2 separate regions of the Canis lupus genome follow, and region 1 is linked to region 2. The links are chromatin contacts, called in public Hi-C maps. All regions are on one chromosome and are shown on one strand. The core of a region is the stretch at or near the end of the contact, and the rest is flanking DNA. Distances in the headings are between cores, read along the strand shown. Region 1 has its middle 170 kb from the start of DIRAS2. Region 2 has its middle 19 kb from the start of SYK.

Evidence for each region. A called contact is a pair of places that touch in the nucleus more often than the background predicts.
Region 1: a contact with region 2 is called in a Hi-C map of blood, with 1.9 times the contacts expected there. The contact joins two enhancer-like sites.

The regions. Positions count from the first base shown.
Region 1 is chr1:96,940,503-96,944,582 of UU_Cfam_GSD_1.0, forward strand. No RefSeq gene overlaps it. Among named protein-coding and RNA genes, the nearest start is that of DIRAS2, 170 kb to the left of the region's middle. Within about 2 kb of position 1,324, at least 3 of the 20 cell types and tissues checked have an H3K27ac peak or open chromatin away from gene starts, as enhancers often do. A contact at or near this core is called in blood, where this site is marked.
Region 2 is chr1:96,715,744-96,719,765 of UU_Cfam_GSD_1.0, forward strand. No RefSeq gene overlaps it. Among named protein-coding and RNA genes, the nearest start is that of SYK, 19 kb to the left of the region's middle. Within about 2 kb of position 1,943, at least 3 of the 20 cell types and tissues checked have an H3K27ac peak or open chromatin away from gene starts, as enhancers often do. A contact at or near this core is called in blood, where this site is marked.

The DNA.
Region 1 (4,080 bases), core at 74-2,573, 220 kb after region 2:
TATGATACGATAAGGAGCCTGTGGTTAACAGGACCATTCTGTAGGCCAACAAATTTGTTAAGAGAGCAGATTTCAGGTTAAATGTTCTTGCCCCAAAGTTAAACAATAAATGGCAAGGGAAGCAGAAGGAAACTTTTGGAGGTGATGAATGTGTTTCTCACCTTGACTGTGGTAATAGTTTCGTAGGTGTATATTATACACCCAAGGGCATCAAATTGTATACCTTAACACTGTGCAGTTTTTTAAATATAGAAATTGTACTTCAATAAAGCTATGACTTTTTAAAAATAAACACTTCAATTCACAACAAAACAAACAAAAAACCCAATAAGGAAGGAAACAGGTATAATACAACCCCGGATATTAAGAGTAGAGAATGCCTGTCATACGTATAAACCCTGAACCAAATTTCAAACCAGATGGGGGCCCCAATCAACTCTGAACCCTGGACCTTTTAAACAAGATGGGGGCCACAATCGACAGAATGCTCTGGACCCTCCCAGGGTCCACCCAGGCTGCCCACTCTCTGGACCCCACTTTACTACTGGAGTTTCAGGTCTTGGCAGCTTCCCACTTGGCCGGTGAGAGCCTACGGTAAAAACCACCACAGGCCGGAGGCACCCATTGGCCCTTCAGACCCATCGGCTCCTGGAATCCACTAGAAAGTATACACCCTTTGAAAGACAGTTATTGGTCTTTAGTAAATACTGAGTACAGGATCCCCGACTATAAAATAGTCTATAAAATAAGGCCCCAACCCCTATTATGATGCAAGTGTGAACAGAAGTCTCAAATTGCCAAGACAGCTCAGGAATATTCTACCAGGAAGTAGTAAAAAGTGGTGCTTCTAGCAGCAGAAAAGATGCAGCCTGGATGGACAAGGTCTCAGGCATCCCTGGCGCCTCCCTGGTGCCTCACCCAAGTTGCTGAGGTCCCCACGGGTGCAGTGGGGTCTGGGACATGCACAGGCCTAGTTCACCGATGGCCCCACCCAGATGACATTGTGTCTGCCAGTGAGTGCGGTAGAGGGTACCCTGCAGGGCGGCACGGATGGCTGTCCAGCCTCCCCAGCAATGTGGGCCCCCCGAGACCACATTTGTTTCCTATTTAGGTTTCCTGAACATGTGGCACCTGATAGCAGCGTGGACCTGCTCCGTATCACCCACAAGCAGCTTGGATCATTGTGTGTTTCCATAAACAATGACATGGTCTTTAGTGAGTGATAAAAAAAAAAAGACATATAACCCCAACCCAGACTGCACATCTCTGGTGACCAGACAGGGGACTCAGCATGACAGTTCCCCAAAAGGGACTTCCCCTTTGTGCCATGTGCTTGCTTAGACTGTCTGTCCCTTCTCCTGCAGCATGCTTTTGGTTCACCGTTACTGACCCCTGCAATGGCCTTCCAGCCCCTTCTGGGCTTTTCTAAGGACTCAAAGAGATATGGGACCCAGTGGCCAAGAAATAAGAAAATCTGAGAGTCTGAGAAACCCACTTTAAAATCTTTTTTAGCGTTCAAAATGTTGTGCTAAACAATTATTAAATATGATGCTTTTTTCCTAATTAAGTTACATAAAAATGTGTTTTCCATAAAAACACTTTTGTTCTTCTTATATGCAGCCCTTCCAGCCAAGAAATCTAAATAAAAATTAAAAAAAGACAAATTTGGAAACTTACTAAAGTTTTGGTGGCTCCGTAAAAATGTACTGACAACAAGGAACTGGCAAACAGACCCGACACCTAGGAAAGCGTGGAGGAGAACAAAAAAATATTAATGATACTTGTGTTTGTTTGTTTTTTTTTCTTTTTTCTTTTCTTTTTTTTTTTTCCAGAATTACTCCAGCTTTTCCCTCCTGCCAGCTGCCAGAAGGCTGATCCTGTGATCTGGCTCCATAATGTGGATGATGGGAAGCAGAGGAGCCCAGCACCTGCACTCCCCGCACAAAACACCTCCAAATGCCACCTACACTTGTCAGGTGCTGAAACTGATGTTACGGACAAATAGAACAGGTCGCCCCTGCCTGCCTCAGGATGTGCCTCTGAAACCAGAGCCTCAATAATTCCAGCTGGATCATTATCAGTTATTCCCTTTGGAGGAGAGGCCCCATCGTTAACCTGCCACCAATTACAACTGGCCTCTGTCAGGGGCCCTGATGTCACTGACTCTTCACAGACAGGGCCCACGCGTGCCCGTGGGATTGCCTCCTCATGTGAGGTGCTGTCAGGACATCAGCTTGGCCTGGGGTCGTTCCCATCAGCACCGAGCTCCCGCCCAGCAGTGCTGGAGCTTGAACGAGCTCCTGGGGTCAGTGAAAAAGGTTGAAACAAACATTTTAAAAGCCTCCTAACTGTGTGGAGTAGGCCCAGAGAGGCATCTGTCCTGACTTGGGAACTACGGGACTCATGTCCTGTACAGAGACTCCGTCCTACTGATGGGCACTGGGGTGAGGTCCACCTTTTGTCTTTTGTGAATATGCTGCTATGAACATTCATATTTAAGAATCCATCTGAGAGCTATTTGCAGATTTTTTGAGTGTATACCTAGCAGTGGAATTGCTGGGTCATAGGGTAATTCTGTGTTTAATGTTTTGAGGAACTTGCAAAACTTTTCTGCAGTGGTTGCACAATTTTACACTCCAACCAGCAATGTAGAGGGCTCTAATTTCCTCAAAACCTTGCCAAAACTTTTATTTTATTTTATTTTATTTTATTTTATTTTATTTACTTTGCTTTACATGAATGGTAGCCAGCATAGTAGGCATGAAGTGGTATCTCAGCGTGGTTTTGATTTGCGTTTCTCTGATGACTATTCTTTCACGTGCTTGTTGGCTATTGGTAGATCTTCTTTGGGGAAATGTCTATTCAAGCTTTGTGCAGCTTTTAGCTGGATTGTTTCCCTTTTTATTGTTGAGTTGTATGAGATTTTGTGCAGTCTGTTAATTAAACCCTTATTAAGATGGATAGCTTGCAAATATCTCCCCTATTCTGTTATATTTATTTTCACCCTCTTGATGGTACTCTTTGATGTACAAAAGTTTTCTATTTTAATGAAATGTAGCTTATCTAATTTTTGCTTCATTGCCTATGATTTTAGTGTCTTCTTTAAGAAGCAATTGTCCAATACAAGGACATAAAAGTTTGCCTGTATGTTTTCTTCCAAGACTTTTAAAGTTTGACCCTTTAAACTTAGATTTTTTTTTTTCTTGTTTTGAGCTAATTTTTATACGTGGTGTAAGGTAAGGGGTCTGCAGGGATCTTCAGCTTCCCAGCACCATTTCTTGAGGAAATATTTCTTTCCCTATTGAATTGTCTTAAAAATTCATTAAACTCTTTTTCTGTGGTTGATATATGTATGTTTTGTTAATTTTGTGATATTTTTCAAAGAGCCGAATTTTGGATTTCTTGATTTTCTGAATTGTTTTTTTTTAATCCATGTCATTTATTTCTGCTCTAATCTTTATTTTCTCTGTCCTATTCACTTTGACTTTAGTTTGCTTTTATTTTTTTTTTCTTCCCTTAAGATGGAGGGATAGGTTTCTGATTTTAGATTTGCCTTATTTTTTAAAGTATCTATTTACAGGTATAAATTTCCCTCCAAGCTCTGCTTTAGCTGCATCTCAAATTGTGGCATGCTGAATTTTATTTTTGATTCATATTAAAGTATTGCTTAATTTCTGTTTTTATTGACTCAGTGGTTATTCAGTAGTGAATGGTTAATGTCCACACCTTTGGGAATGTTTCTTGTGTTCTTCTATTATTCCTGTCTAGCTTTTTTCCACTGGGACCAGAGATGATGTTTTGTATCCCTTCAATCTTTTAAGATTTATTGAGACTTATTTTGTGGCCTAATATATGGTCAGTACTAGAGAACATTCCAAGTCCATTTGAAGAAAATGTTTGTTCTCCTGTGGTTAGGTGGAGAATTCTAAAAATGTCTCTTAAATCTAGTCAGTACATCGTGTTGTGCGTGTCTGCTCTTTTCTTGTTCTTCCGGCTAATCATTCCACCCATTATTAATAATGTAGAACTTATTTTCCAAATATTGTGAAATTGTCTATTTCTCCCTTCAATTCTATCAAA
Region 2 (4,022 bases), core at 693-3,192:
GTTATATTTTTTCCTTTCCTATCTTTATGCTTTTTAGAAATATGTTTTATTCCCTTTTTTTCTTTCTCATTGCAATACTTACAACCTCTAATACAACAGTGTGTAGAATTGGTGAGTATGAACATTCTTATCTCCTTCCCAGAGTTAGGGGAAAGCATTCCTTATGTCAGCATTAAGCATGATGTCAGCTACATGTTTTCTGTGTTCTTGATTGAGAGAGTTATTGTATTGTCAAGAATAACTTCTCCACGAGGCATTGGCATCTACTTTGAGTTGAAGGGGCTTTAAAATATCAGTAAAATCAAGAGCATTATTTCAAAAACCATGGCAATGATGTGCTAGGTCTTAACTGATTTAATCTTGAAATAAGGTTGGGGTGTTATCATCTCCATTTTACAGTAGAGGAAACTGAGGCACCATCATCTGAGGTTGATGGGGGAACTTGCCCAAGGTCAGACAGCTGAGAAGTGCTAGAACCATACAGTCTGGCCCCTGAAATCATAGGCTGGCTGCCCCTGTGACCTCATGCATGAGGTTGCAGTCATCATAACTCCCTTCTGCCTTCACTTGTCCATCCGAAAGTAGCAGGTGCTTCTGCACAACACCTTCTTTTGGGGGTGGTGAGGCAATGACTTCTAAGTGTGTCAGGAGCAATGGATTTCTACAGCGCGCTTATAAGGTCCTACGCTGCAAACAATGTAAGTCAGCCAACCTAAAATATATCCCCATAGATGAGATCTCTCTTTTATTTCCTCAGGATACCAAAGAAGACAAATGAGGGGAAACATTGATTTTATTCCTTAAAACAAGTTTAAATCTCATTTTTACATAGTGGTTATCCCTACACCTTTCCATAAAATATATTTCCCTTGCCTCAAGAGATGAGAAAGCCACTGTCTTCATGCCCCAACAGCAGTGTCTTTTCAATTTTTCATTTGGTTAAGTAAACATATTTACCCTTTAAAATCTCAAGAGTGCATATTCTCTCCTCTTCTCCAGTGTCAGTAAAACTTTTATTAAAAAAAAATTAGAAATTCTCATGGATGTTTTTATCTGCACCAGTGTATATGTGTATGAGCTTATGCTACACACTCCATGTGTCTATTTTGTGTGGGTGAGAAATGATAGCAGGTGGCTACCACTTATTTAGTGCCCATTCTAGGTGGGCAACCAGGGGCTTGACACTCATGGTCTCTATTTCTTACCACTATTTTGCAAGGTAAAAATTATCATTCTCATGGCCTGATGAGAAGTTGGAGACAAGAAAAATTAAACTTGGCTGAAGGTGGCCCACCTGGGATTATTTCTGGAATTCCAAACCAAACCACGAGTAGTGATGATTTAGATCCATCCTTGTGCAATGCCCAGGTGCCGGGGGGGGGGGGGGGGCTTGAGGCGCTGGGCTCACTGTGCCTATGGGATCTATTGAAAGCACAACCCTGCCTGGATGGTCCATGCTAGCACGTATGTGGCTTGGGTGGCATATGGTTTAAGTCAACACGAACTCTCAGCTGCTTCACTTGTTTACAGAGGGACCGTTCACTTTACAGATCTTCTGGTCAGGCCTTGGGGGGTTTCAGACAGTCCTGAGGCTGTGACAAACCACATGAAAGGGGAACCAGTCCACCCAGCAGGTGTGCGAGGGCGTAGCAGAAGCCATCTGGAGCCCCATCAACATGAGCGCCAAGAAGATTTGCTTGGCAAGTGCTGTTAATAAATATTGTGAATAAATGAATATAAAGTAAACGAGTGAACATTTGTATGGTTCAGTAAGTTCCATCAGCTGATAGTCCCTGCTCTTGGACCCCTCTGCTCCAAACCAACTGTGCAGGGTGCATGGGAATGTCTCCCCACCCTAAGAATTGGGCTAGCTTCACATGGGTCGCTGTAGAACAGAGCCTGTGGCACCCACTGGCCCACTGCCCTGCCCAGGAGAGGTAACATCTCCTTGCTGGGGCGACACGGCTGCTCAGGCAGACGGTCAAGGCCAAGTGTCTGTGGAGGCAGCAATAGAGAGCCCAGGGAGCTCACTGGAGCCCAAGACGGGAGATTGGGGGAGGGTGGAAGGTTCTGGCCTGGACTTTCCCCTTCTCTGTCCCTAAGCAGATAGATGATCTTGGGACCCTTGGCCAAGTGCTCCAAGTTTCTGCCTTTTTAAGGAGGTTGGAGTAATGATAACCAACGCTTATTAAACACTCTAATAAACCACTTTGCACACATTTTCCTCTGTAATCCTGGGATGTTCTTATGGATTATCCCATTTCTAAGATTAGGAGGCTGAAGCTTAGAGCAGTCGACCAACATGCCCAAGATGGCACCACTAGGACAGGCCCAGCTGAAACCGAGCTGTCCTTGAAAGTCTTATGGTCCCTCCAGCTCCAAATGCACCGCTGAGCTCCTCTGTTTGCCTCTCAAGGTGAGAGACTGTGCAACTGTAACAGCCTCCCTCTACTCTCCACCCAAAGTTCCTGAATGATTTTCATCAACAGGGACAATGACTTTCCCTGCCTGACCTTGGCCCGAGCGTCCAGCAGAGGGCAGGGCAGGCTCATACCTGCACTCTGCCTTCCCTGGGTGGAACTGCCAAAATCTAGCCGCTTCCAGCAAAAACCAGTCTCCACTGAAAAAGGCTGAATCTGGAGAGGATTTGCAAGAGGGCTCAGCTAGCAGACTCGGATGAGATCTTGTCTTATTAGGAGACACAGTTTGAACATCGTTCCTTGGAAGGCCTTAGAAAAATACTTAAAAAAAAAGAGAGAGACCTCTTGTTCTATTTCATGCATGAAAAGAAGTGATGAAGGTTTTGTGCTTTCCCTCACTGCTATTTATAGATCTTATTAACATGCCTGTGATTGAAGCAGTGTCGCCTTCACTGGAGTGGACGGTAGTCGGATGACAGAGCACACTGGCACCCTATTGCCAAGCATTAGATATGGCTAATGTCTCGAAATCCAATTTAAAGAATTTATGCACATCATAGGCTGTTGTGTAAAACCTTTTTTTTTTTTAAGATTTTATTTATTTATTAATGAGAGACACAGAGGGAGAGGCAGAGACATAGGCAGAGGGAGAACAGACCCCCCGCAAGGAGCCCGATGCAGGACTCGATCCCACGACCCGGGGATCATGCAGAAGCTTTTGGTGACTCACCAACACAGAGTCTGGCCTGTGAGCTTCGTCCCAATTCTACCTGCATTTCCTCTTTGCCCAGCATCCCCTCCTGAGCCTCAGAAGGCCTCTGTCCACATCCATGTGGTCTGGTACTAAATTCACAGCCTGGCAGTGCCTCCCAGCTGACCCGCTGCCAGTTGGTGAACAAATGCCCGTGTCCCCGGCCGGGCTGAGGTGGGGGCTCCATATGTGGGTCGGGCGGAGCTCCAGGGACCTACATGATGCCAACCTGGTCATGCCCTTCACCTGCTGCCTTCCGGTCTCTTCCCTTCCCTGTTACACCCCTGCTGGGTGCCCTGTACCTGCCAGAAACCACCTGCCCTGGGAAGGAGGGTGGCAAGCAGTGGGTCTCCACATCCAACAGGTGTCTGGGACCTTTCTGAAGATGTTAGAAGATTTATGGGCACTGACTTACAGTCTGGGAGGAGAGCTACCGTCAGTTAAAGAAACACTAATAAAAATCACAATCCAAGGAAGAGAAACAAGATCTCTGGATCTCCCTGCTGGAAGCCAGTGTTTTCCCCCTGCTGAGTGGTTAGGGTGTGGGGTCCAAGTCACTTCACTCAGGACCCCTCCCTCCCCATCCCGCCCCAAGGACCCTGTGGTTAGTGTCAGACGGTGGATCCAGGAAGCACTTTTGTGTGCTTGTAGCGCAGGGCCTGGCTGCTGCGGCCCGGCTGCCGCACCTGCTCCCCATTCTCGGCTGGGCGGCCCACCTTCCGGGCGGGGCACACATCACAGGTGTATCTGGAGGGAAGAGTCTCTCCTGCTTGGATTCAGAGCTGACAAGCCTGTTCCCTCTTATGCCCACTCTTCGGCCCTGGGCTGGGCACGTGGTTGATGGTGATGGT